Linked DNA regions of Sus scrofa: region 1 is linked to region 2. The links are chromatin contacts, called in public Hi-C maps. All regions are on one chromosome and are shown on one strand. Each heading gives the region's core, a stretch centred on a gene start, on an enhancer-like site or on the middle of the called end of the contact. The rest is flanking DNA. Distances are from core to core; before and after follow the strand shown.

What was found. A called contact is a pair of places that touch in the nucleus more often than the background predicts.
Region 1: a Hi-C map of embryonic fibroblasts shows a contact between it and region 2, with 2.8 times the contacts expected there. The contact joins the promoter of SPCS3 here to the promoter of WDR17 in region 2. A contact is called at or near these places in 4 of 5 promoter capture datasets (fetal liver, fetal skeletal muscle and liver), 32 of 47 Hi-C or Micro-C datasets (adipocytes, adipose tissue, alveolar macrophages and 18 more) and 2 of 2 datasets of contacts at active chromatin or transcription factors (alveolar macrophages and skeletal muscle).

Annotation. Positions count from the first base shown.
Region 1 is chr15:38,788,111-38,793,032 of Sscrofa11.1, reverse strand. SPCS3 (signal peptidase complex subunit 3) reads right to left here and starts at 2,428. Exons shown (of 5, transcript XM_003133320.4): 1 at 2,116-2,428; 2 at 593-666. The coding sequence starts at 2,258.
Region 2 is chr15:38,587,863-38,593,174 of Sscrofa11.1, reverse strand. WDR17 (WD repeat-containing protein 17) reads right to left here and starts at 3,587. Exons shown (of 31, transcript XM_021075880.1): 1 at 3,475-3,587.

The DNA of each region.
Region 1 (4,922 bases), core at 1,179-3,678, 200 kb before region 2:
ATTCAGAATAAAGAGAAAATATTTAAATATTTTTAAGTAACTCTTGCAATTGTTAAGATTTCTCTGAATTTCATTATAAAAGCACTTATAAAAAGAACTATAATGGCAAAATGCTAATACGGTTTACTAATAATCATCTGGTAACGACCTGAACCATAGGAGATGCAAATCACTTTTTTACATATGTTTCTCTCTGCTATCACAAAATATGCATATATTCTTTAAGACTGTACGTGAAATACTACATCTAGGTAGGCTGAGTTCTGGTAACATTCTTCTTTAGTCTCAATGATCTAATTTCATTTTCTTTCCAATATATAGATTCAAACTCTCCTGTAGCTTTAGATCTATTTACTGTTTCTGTGAAGATTTAAAGTGTGTTCACACAATAATAACTCATGAATCTATAAATAAGTTTCTTTAAGGTATGAATGAGGAGATATTAGCATGATTATACCGATGAAAACATAGGCACAGAAATTTCCAAGGTTTGACTGATTCAATGAATAAACATACTTACTGCCCCCCAATCACTAACATGTATATTATCAAACTAGAGAGAAATCAATGAAGTATTTTCTGAAAAGGATATCAGCAGTTATATCAAAAGTAATGAATCCAAGATCACTTCTTTCTCTAGGTCCAGTGAAGTCTTCTACATTTTTTCTAGAAGTAAAGATAATAGTTTTACCATCCTTCCAACATAACAGCATATAAAATTCACAAAATTCTTCACATAAAGTGAAAGACAGGGGTCTAATTGTATGCACATCTGAAAAAACAATCCCACAAAGAAACAAGTAAAAATCAGAAAAATTTATGTGAAAACAGGATAAACATCTTAATCCACTATGAAAATGGGTCATCAGCTACTTTCATTTAACCTAAAAGAATCCCTCACAAAACCCAGGGAGCAGATTAAAAACTATTCATAGAAGGTGTAAATACTTGATGTCAAGTGATTTGGTCCAACGGGTAGAAGGAAATTACTACAAGGTGGTGTGTAATGAACATAAAATGAACAGCTGTATTTACTGAGCACTTACTAAGTGTCTGGGTCAGGTCCACTACATATTTTTCACAATTATCTCAATCCTCACAACATGCCCACGAGTTAGACAAAAGGAAACGAAGGCCCAGAACGGTAAGAAACTTGCTCAAGATTCTCAGTAGCTAACAGCTGTTCCGTGTTCACAATGCGCCAAGCTCTGCTGATCCCTCCCAGAGCAAGGAACAGCCGTGATTGCCAGCCTGGGTCTATTTCAATCTAAAAAAAAATAGTAACTAACAAACATCAATATAGGAAAGGGTAGAGTAGGGGACAGCTCTGAGATAACTGGCTGGTTGACAATTCTGACTTAGAAATAAAACTAAGGTTGAAGGAGAGCGCACATGGAAGAAGGCATACAGAAGCCAGACAAGAGAGCGGGGATGGGGGGCGGAAATAGCTAGAATCGAAGAAAAAAGTGCTAGAGAATAAAAATTAGAAAGGAAAAAAAATAGGCATTAGCGAAAGGACAATGTCATTTCAAAATTCGACTTGGGACATTCTCCCAGATGTACTAAAGCAACCGGCCCTTCAAAAATAAAACTGAAAACACGTCTTATCAGGGCACTGGGATGCCCAGTCCTCTCCGGGCATCCCAACCTCGGCCGCCAACTTGGCAGCCGCAGCGAGTCGGTGCTGCGAGGAAAGGCCCTGGGGAGGGGCTGCGGGCCGGGCTCGGATCGGGTCGGGCTGTGGGCAGCCCGGGGGTGGCTGCTACTGGACTCCGGCGCAGGGCCGGAGGCGGGAGGCGGGGAGCGGCGCCCGTTTTGCTGTTGTGTTGCTCCCTCATTGGCCCGCGCGGGCAGAGGGAAGTGAGGAACAGGAAGGACGCAGAGGCACCGGCCGGAGTAACGCTCAAAATTAAAATTTAAGAGCAAGCCCGGGAAGATGAGGCGGAGGGTGGGCGCCGAGGGGGGACCGGGGAGCTGCGGGTTCCGCCCGGCTGGACACTGGGGAGCGAGGGTCGCTCGGGAGGGGCCCCGGGGAAGCGCAGACGCCCGGCTCGTCGCCCCGCGCGGCCGCCCGGTCTCGGCGCCCGCCCGCCGCCCGGCCTCGGCCGCACTCACAGCATGATCCGAGAGACGTGCAGCCGCACCGGGACGCTCCGGTCTTTGAAGGCGGTGGTGATGAAACAGCCGAAAGTGAGCGCCGCCATCACGCTCAGCGAGAAGGCGAACAACGAGTTCGCCCGCGACAGCACCGTGTTCATCGCGGCGGACGCCCCGAGCCCCGCTCCACACGCACACCCGGGACCCCGTTCCGGCCGCGGACCGGCTCCCAGCGATCCGCGCCGCCTGCGCCGCGCGTTCCGGGGGCGCGCCGTCGCGGCCCCGCCTCCTTTCCGGTCCCGCGACGCGTGCGAGCGCGCCCCCGCCTCCCAGACACACCCACCAGCGGGCGGGACGAGCCGAACCCGCGAGACTGAGCCTCAAGCAAGCCCGCCCCTCCTTGGCGCCTCCACCAATCAGCGACGAGCAGGGGAGGTGCTGGGCTTTGCCGCGGAAGGGCCACCTTCTCGGTTCTCCTCTGGCCTCCAAGCCCGTCAACCTTCTTTCTCAGGCCTTTTTCAAGCGGTCTGCGTCTGTGGCCTCTTGGGTGCTTAGGTGCCGTCGATTTGCACCTAAAACCCTCAGCTAAGCAAGGTAGTTTGCTGTGTGTCCCGACGTATCGCGTTTGGAAGCAGCACTCTCCAAAACCCCTGGTCTTTTGTCACACCTGGAGTTAGAACTTCAGCTTTTGGGAGGGCTTAGAGGGCCTTTACTTTCCACGCCCAACCTCAGACCAGCTCCTATTCATGCTTTGCCTTCCTATGGCAGCTAAAGCTGTTTTAGACTATAAGGGTGCCGCTACCAGTTTTAAATTGTTGCATGTTAACAAGGTGGATCCTATAACCAAAAGAATGACCTCGCTGGGTTCTTAGGATCAAAGGAGGTGATGGTTGTGAAATTGCTGTGCCACACATGGTATAATTTAAATTTTTACTTAAAATATTTCATATGTATCATATATAAAGAAAGAAAATATAAAAAATATACATTTATAATTTAAATCCATCAATACACAGTGGCCCTCAGAGGCTGTAAGGTTCAGACTATGCCAATCCCTGACCTTAACGGTCTCTCAACACCTTTGTTCCTCTGGCAGCTACATTTTTTTTTTGTGATTATAAAAATGGGATTCAGAGGACCCAGTAATTCCCTGAAAAAAAATTTGTAATTTTGTATCCATAAACCAAAAGAGTCTAAGAACACCTAGCTTAGTATAAGATGGGCAAACCAGAAAATGATGATCTGAGCCTTATGCTGGTTTATCTTGTCTATTGTTGAGCCCTGGCTTCTTTGCATTATTCGTTAATCACTCAGTTTTCATATAGTGTACAGTTAGGGTTGTTTGTTACTAAGGGCCAGCTATGCCAGGTTCAGTTCTAGGCTTTGAGAGTGCAGCCCTGATAAGACAAGGTCCCTGCTAAATTGGAGTAGAGCCAAATAATGCAAAACTAACGAACTATGAACTAAGGAGAGATCCTTAGTTGAGTTAAACTGTAAATTTTTGTCTTCCAGGCAGCCACAGTTTATTCAGTAAAGCCACAATTTATTGAATGCCTACTGTGTTACACATGATAACAGAGATGTGTACTAATTGATTCTACCCTCCTGAATTTTATAATCCAGTAGAGTCAATGAAATAAAAACAGAGAAATCTGAAACACAGAGGAAGTTGTAAAATGCTGTGAATTTCAGGAGAGGAAGAAATTGCATCTGTGGTCATGTGAAACAAAAACAGTATCTAAAATATTTAGCGCAGTGATAAACAAGACAATTAGGTATACTTAATATAGGATTCTCTAGAGAAAGGATGCTTATTGTTATAGGTGTTGATGTCCAAGAAGAGTATTCTAAAAGATACTGGACTGCAAGTATGGGTTTATCTAGGAGATACCCAGTAGTCTGGTCCAGCTAAACAGTGTATGTATAAAGGATTAGGTGGGAAAGACACTGGAAAGGTAAAATAAGGACCTATTGTAGAAAATCTGGCCAAAAAGTTGGGATCTTATATTGCAGGAAATTATGTATTAAATAAGAGTAGCATCACTGAACTGATAGCCATTTACAAAATAAAAGTAGAGAGTAAGTGACTGAGGTTGATGACAATGGGACCAAAAAAAAAGGAAGACTGATGAGAAATTTCAGAGTCAAAATCAATGATACAGCAACTGCTTAGGTAGGGGTGTGTGCAAAATATGGCAGAAAGTAGATGCAAAAGCACAAATGAAATTAATGTTATTGTCCTGACATGATGGCTTGAACTTGAGTGACTAGGAATTCCCAAAACACATCCCAAAACAATAGGAGCAGAGTAGGGATGGGGTGGGAAGATCTCTTATTCTGTTGTAGTTTTCTCATTGTGTCTTTGGATTTTCAAGATATTTAATCATGTCATGTATGTTACAGAATAAATTTTCCTTTAACAATTCTTTTATTTCTTTTTTTTTTTTTTTTTTTGGTCTTTTTGCCATTTTTTGGGCCACTCCCACAGCATATGGAGTTTCCCCAGGCTAGGGGTTGAATCAGAGCTATAGCCACCAGCCTACACCAGAGCCACAGCAACACGGGATCCAAGCCACGTCAGCAACCTACACCACAGCTCACAGCAACGCCGGATCCTTAACCCACTGAGCAAGGCCAGGGACCTGCAATCTCAGGGTTCCTAGTCGGATTTGTTAACCACTGCACCACGACGTAAACTCCTCCTGTTTCCTTTTGATTGTTTTAAATTAATGTCTGATTTTATATCATGTAGGCAGAGAATGTTCATATTATTTCTACTCTTTTGATTATTGAAGTCTTCTTTGTGGCCTAAAATGTCACTTTTG
Region 2 (5,312 bases), core at 2,338-4,837:
TTTCCAGCAGCACATCAAACACTATGTAATAGGAACTATTTTCTACTTTTCAACTTGAAAGTAGGTTCTTTGTGTGTATGAGATATGAAATTGAGCTTATTATACGTAATGGCAGATGAGACTGCCTGGGATACTGGTACAAGCTCACAATTTAAAGTGTCAACAGTTTGGAAGAGAAAAACAAATCTGAGCAGAAGGTAAATTATTTAACAACCTCTTCTGTGAGTTCTGCATGTCCGAGCATTCAAACTTATAAACCAAATTTTGACTGTTGTAACATTCTCACCAAAGGATGGAAAAATATTTCTAACATCTTTTAATAAGAGCTTTTCTGAACAAGGCAATTATCAGTTATCCCCTTAATAGCAAATAACATTGATGAATTATCTCATATGATCTTATTGTGCAAGATATATATTACTGTCTTTATATGACATATATATTTCTTAAATTAGAACTTAGATTTCAGAATTTTAGGAGATAATTAGGTTAATAAATCACCTTTTAAGTACATGGAAAGTAATAAAAAGTAAGATTTTATCATTATTTAAAAAATCACCTCACTCAAGTAAGCTGATAATGTGACATCCAGATGCAAGTGTCACCTGTGGCTCCAATTCCAGGATGCCTTTTTTTTTTTTTTTTAACACAATCTAGCCTTTTTCAAGTTGTATTTGTCTAGTCATTGAGATCAAGTGAGAACAAGCTGAATTTTGTCTCCTCATATGACACCCCACGTTTTACCATGAGAACTTTAGAAATTTTTCTAGTCAATCACGATGGGACTCTCTTTTTCTTTCGATATACAAAGTCTTGGTCAAAGCTGATCATTTTATAATATTTCTCTAGCAATTTTTATAATATTTCCCTAGTAATTCTTATAAGAAGTTATAAGTCCTTCTTGAACATTTAAGTAAACTTAAGCATGAGAAAGGTTTTCCTTTAGGATTTGTTCTCTGCAGAGTAAATTCTTTGGGGAATTTCTAAGATTCTCTCCAGGTATCCACATCTAATTTCTTGCTCAGCAATCTCCAAGGAATAGTCTCAACAACAATGAAAAATCTCCAGGTGATTATCACAGAATGAGGTATGTATGGTCTTGGATGTTGAAAAATGCCAGCCACTCTTATTCTAATACATGATTCTCACAAGAAAAAAAAGGGGGGGAGGGTGCTGAAATCCCTCCCAATGTCCTAGTACAATGAATTAAATATTCTCAATAAGATCTCTGTTCCTGAAGACACATAGAAAGCTACACACTTTAATACTTCAACCTGCTAAATGGACTACATATACACAATATAAGATCAGATAATTCAGCAACTGCAAAAAGTAGCAGTAATGTTTGTATGCACATAATTACCATGAATGGCTGGGTAAAACATGTTATTCGGTAATCTGGCAAACCATTACCGTTCTTGTATATTATATCTGACTCGAATAAATTCTGGACTACAGGAAGGAAATGTGACTCCTTCAAAACTGTCTGAATTTCATTTTAGTATTCATTATAGAGTTTAGGGAAATAAAATAAGGTAGTCTGGAGAACTGCACATATTTTATTGACAGTGACAATCGAAGAACTCCTGTTGGACTTCCATGTTCTTTCAGGACAAAATAAACAAACGAATGAATGAAAATAAAACTCTTCTCTAATATAAAAACTGCCCCTTGCCTCACCTATGCACAGGCTAGGGGTTCCAAGATAGAGTCTATAGAAAGCAACAACAAAAACACTCTAGCCCCTAGTGGTCACTTTACTAGGAGCAGAGGAATTTAAAAATTATTTTCTACACTGAATCAATTGTAGCTTTCTAATATATAGAATTATTATGCAGCTAGTGGGTAATAAAATTTTTTAGTACAGCAATATTTAATTATGAAAACTGAAAGAATGAAGAATTATTAAACACTTAAGTAAATACATCTAATATTTTTTCAGATACTTATAGTTAAGTATACCTATTAATAGCAACCCTGAGAAAGACCAAATCAATATAAATAATAAATTTCAACTAGCCATTTTAATATAGAGTAAGTTTACACTTATTTCTCTTAATATATGAGTTTTCTTTCCACATGTGGCCTTTGAAACAGGCTGTTGGTTTATTCCCATTTAGAAAACTTCCCAGGAACTCTTAACACAATGACCTAAAACTAGCAATTGTAACATTCATCTCTAACCAATCCACTAAAGCATGTTTCCCAAAATTTTGTTGAATTAACTGACAATTTTTCACTTGCATTTAATTACTATATTTAATTTTAGATCATAGAACAGGAAAGACAGATCACTTTCTCAGATCTCTGCCTTCACACAGGAAAGCTATAACTATGCCACTTTCTTGCACACCTAGGCCAGTGAGGCAGAATCAAAAGGATGTGAAAGGGTGCTTTTGCTATAGAGGCTGTAATCACAAGCCCTGAATCATCAGCTCCCCATCCAAGACCATGCTGTGCTCAGTGATAATCACATGAAAATTGTTCTCTGACTGTTGATGAGACTATTCCTTGGAGATTTGTGAATAAGAAATTAGATCTGGATACCTGAAGAGAATCTTAGAAATTCCCCAAAGCATTTACTCTGTAGAGAAACAAAACCTAAAGGAAAACCTTTTTTTCTTTACTTAAGGTTATTTTAAATGTTCAAGGACTTGTAACTCCGGTTATACAAAGTGGTAGGGGAATGATTTTCTCTGAAGGGCATATCTGAAATACTCAGCCAATGAAAGATTCAGATATCTAATACTTCTCTTCAAATCACTGTTAGAGACACAAACAAATAAATAAGTAAATACACATACGGAAGTTACAAAAACAAGTGTGATTTATTTTTGATATATGATAAAGTTATCACTAAACTTCATTCAAATCAACTGCTTTTAATTAATATAGAAAAAGTCAGTTCAAAGATTTGCTCCTTTTAATACTGCATGCAAAAAGTCTGGATTTATTAGTTTTTGAAAAATAGGAAAGGTTTTTTTTTATGATTTACTTCACGCGTACTGTGCCTCTGACATTCAATACTGTCTTTTTTTCTGGAGCATATTTTCTTTTACTCAAAAGTTTCTTGGCACAACCTGAATAAGAAGACCACTTTCAAAGGGGTAGGGGATCCTACCTGGGGAGGTGCCCTGCGGGCACAGGTATAAGAATGACGATCTAGACTCTAGACGTACTTGTAATGAATAAGCTTAAAAACATAAAGAAAACTGTGCCTTTCGTCATGATCGTGGGTGACACTCGAGTGTCAGTTCAGATGTGTAAAGGCTTGCCTGCTGTGCCCTGTAGCGATCAGGTGTGTGACTGACTCTCAAGGGATTCCCGCATCAGGCACCATCGCGCGCAAAGCCCCGAGGACCTGCGACCCTTGCTGAGGAGGTTGGAACCCCCACGCGACGCCACTAGGTTCGAAGATCACCCTATTCCAGCGCGCCCGCCGGGCTACCACGACCCGCCCTCCGCGGTGCTTACCTGGAGGAGTCGACCACTGCAGCGGACAGCAGAAGGTGCTGAAGCGGGCGCGGCAGATGCGCGAGCTCGGCCTGTGGACCCGCCCCGCCCCGCCCTCCCCTCCTGCGCCGCGGGCTCCAGGGCGGGGCGGCCCGGCCGGGGGTTCTAAGGGCGGGGATGATGGCTCTGTGGCAGGACCCAGCCCGCGGCTTTCCGGGTCCCGCCCCGGGGTTCACGTGACAGCTACGCTGGCCGCTGATTGGAGCGCTGGAGAGAGGCGGAAGCGGCTGGCAACCCCTGGAGACCCCTCACGCCTCCAGGAGGTGGTTACCTGGCAACCAGGAATCTGCGCCGAGGATGTGGTTCTCAGGCCCTGGGCTAGGCTTCCACAGAGTTTACAGCGAAGCAGAAAGTGGAGGAAAAAACAGTGAACCACTGTCTAACATGTTCCACCTACCGCGTCTGCCCTTTCTAGGAAAGTGAGTCATGTATACAATAAATAAATCACAACATCTCCTTCTTGAGGAGCCTGAGGCAGAGAGTTGAGCCTCCTTCAGAGTCTAGGGTTCACTAATCTTGAACCATTGCCTGAAATGTGAGTACGGAATGCTGTCTGTTCTGTTCTTCCTTAGGTTAGACCTTAACCTCTAAAACCAGAACTTTCTCTTGAGAAAAGATAACTTGGAAATGTTGGAGGTACATAACGGTACAGAGAAATGAAAAGCATGATCAATTAGAGAGAATTCAGTCGTTCATGGAAAAGATGCTAATGGTCAGAATTAAGGTGATAGAAATAAAAATGATTAAGAGGGGAGATCAAAAGAAATATTTCTGGGAAAATAGGCCATCATTTTCATTTATGACAAATGTTTGCTTGGTACAGTGTCAACAGTATACATGAAGAGAAAAAGTTGTTAAAGACAAGAGTGTCCATTGGTTGGATAAAGAAGGTTTTTTATGTCTAATTTGTTCCAGCTCTCCAGTTAAGAATCATAAAGCCAAATGAAACATCAGAAATTGTCTGGTTGTACATTCATGATTTAAAGATGAAGATCTTTTAGCTTGGAAAGCTACAGAATTTGTCAAGGACATATAGCTATTTCAGTAGCAGAATTGATGCCATGATCCCAAACTCCCAATTCAGTTCTCTTTTCCCTTTGCTGTGATTTGGTTCACTTGTTTGGAAAGGGAGGTTTAAACTATCACATGTGGGGAGTTCCCATTGTGGCCCAGCGGAAATGAATCTGACTATTATCCATGAGGAGGTGGGTTGGATCTCTGGCCTCCTTCAGTGGGTGGGGATCCAGTGTTGCCTTGAATTGTGGTGTAGGTCGCAGTTGCGGCTCAGATCTCGCCTTAATGAGGCTGTGGCATAGGCGGAGAGCTGTAGCTCAGATTCCAACCCCTAGCCTGGGAACTTCCATATTCCTTGGGTGCAGCCCTAAAAAGCAAAAAAAAAATAAAAATAAAAATAAAAAAAACTATCACATATGTGGTTAGATCCAGAACCTAAAGAAATAGTATAACCTGATTTCTAAGGAAAAGATCTTTTTACTGTCATTTTCATTCTTTTATTCAACAAATATTTAATGTGATGCTCTCATTTCATAAACAAAAATGCTGTCAGTCACCCAGGCTGACAGCCAGTTTCAGGGCCATCATTAGCTCCTAACACTTAGAGTACATAGAGTTCTTAATGATTAAATCTAAAAGCAGAGCAACTGGGGGAATCAGTTAACTGCAGTGAGTTCATCTTCAAGGCTAGACGATCCTATGACTGCAGTGGCTTCGCAAAAGGTGTTCAAGACCATTTAATGTGACAAGTGCATTTTTCAGTGGCTATTCTAAATTTAAAAAAG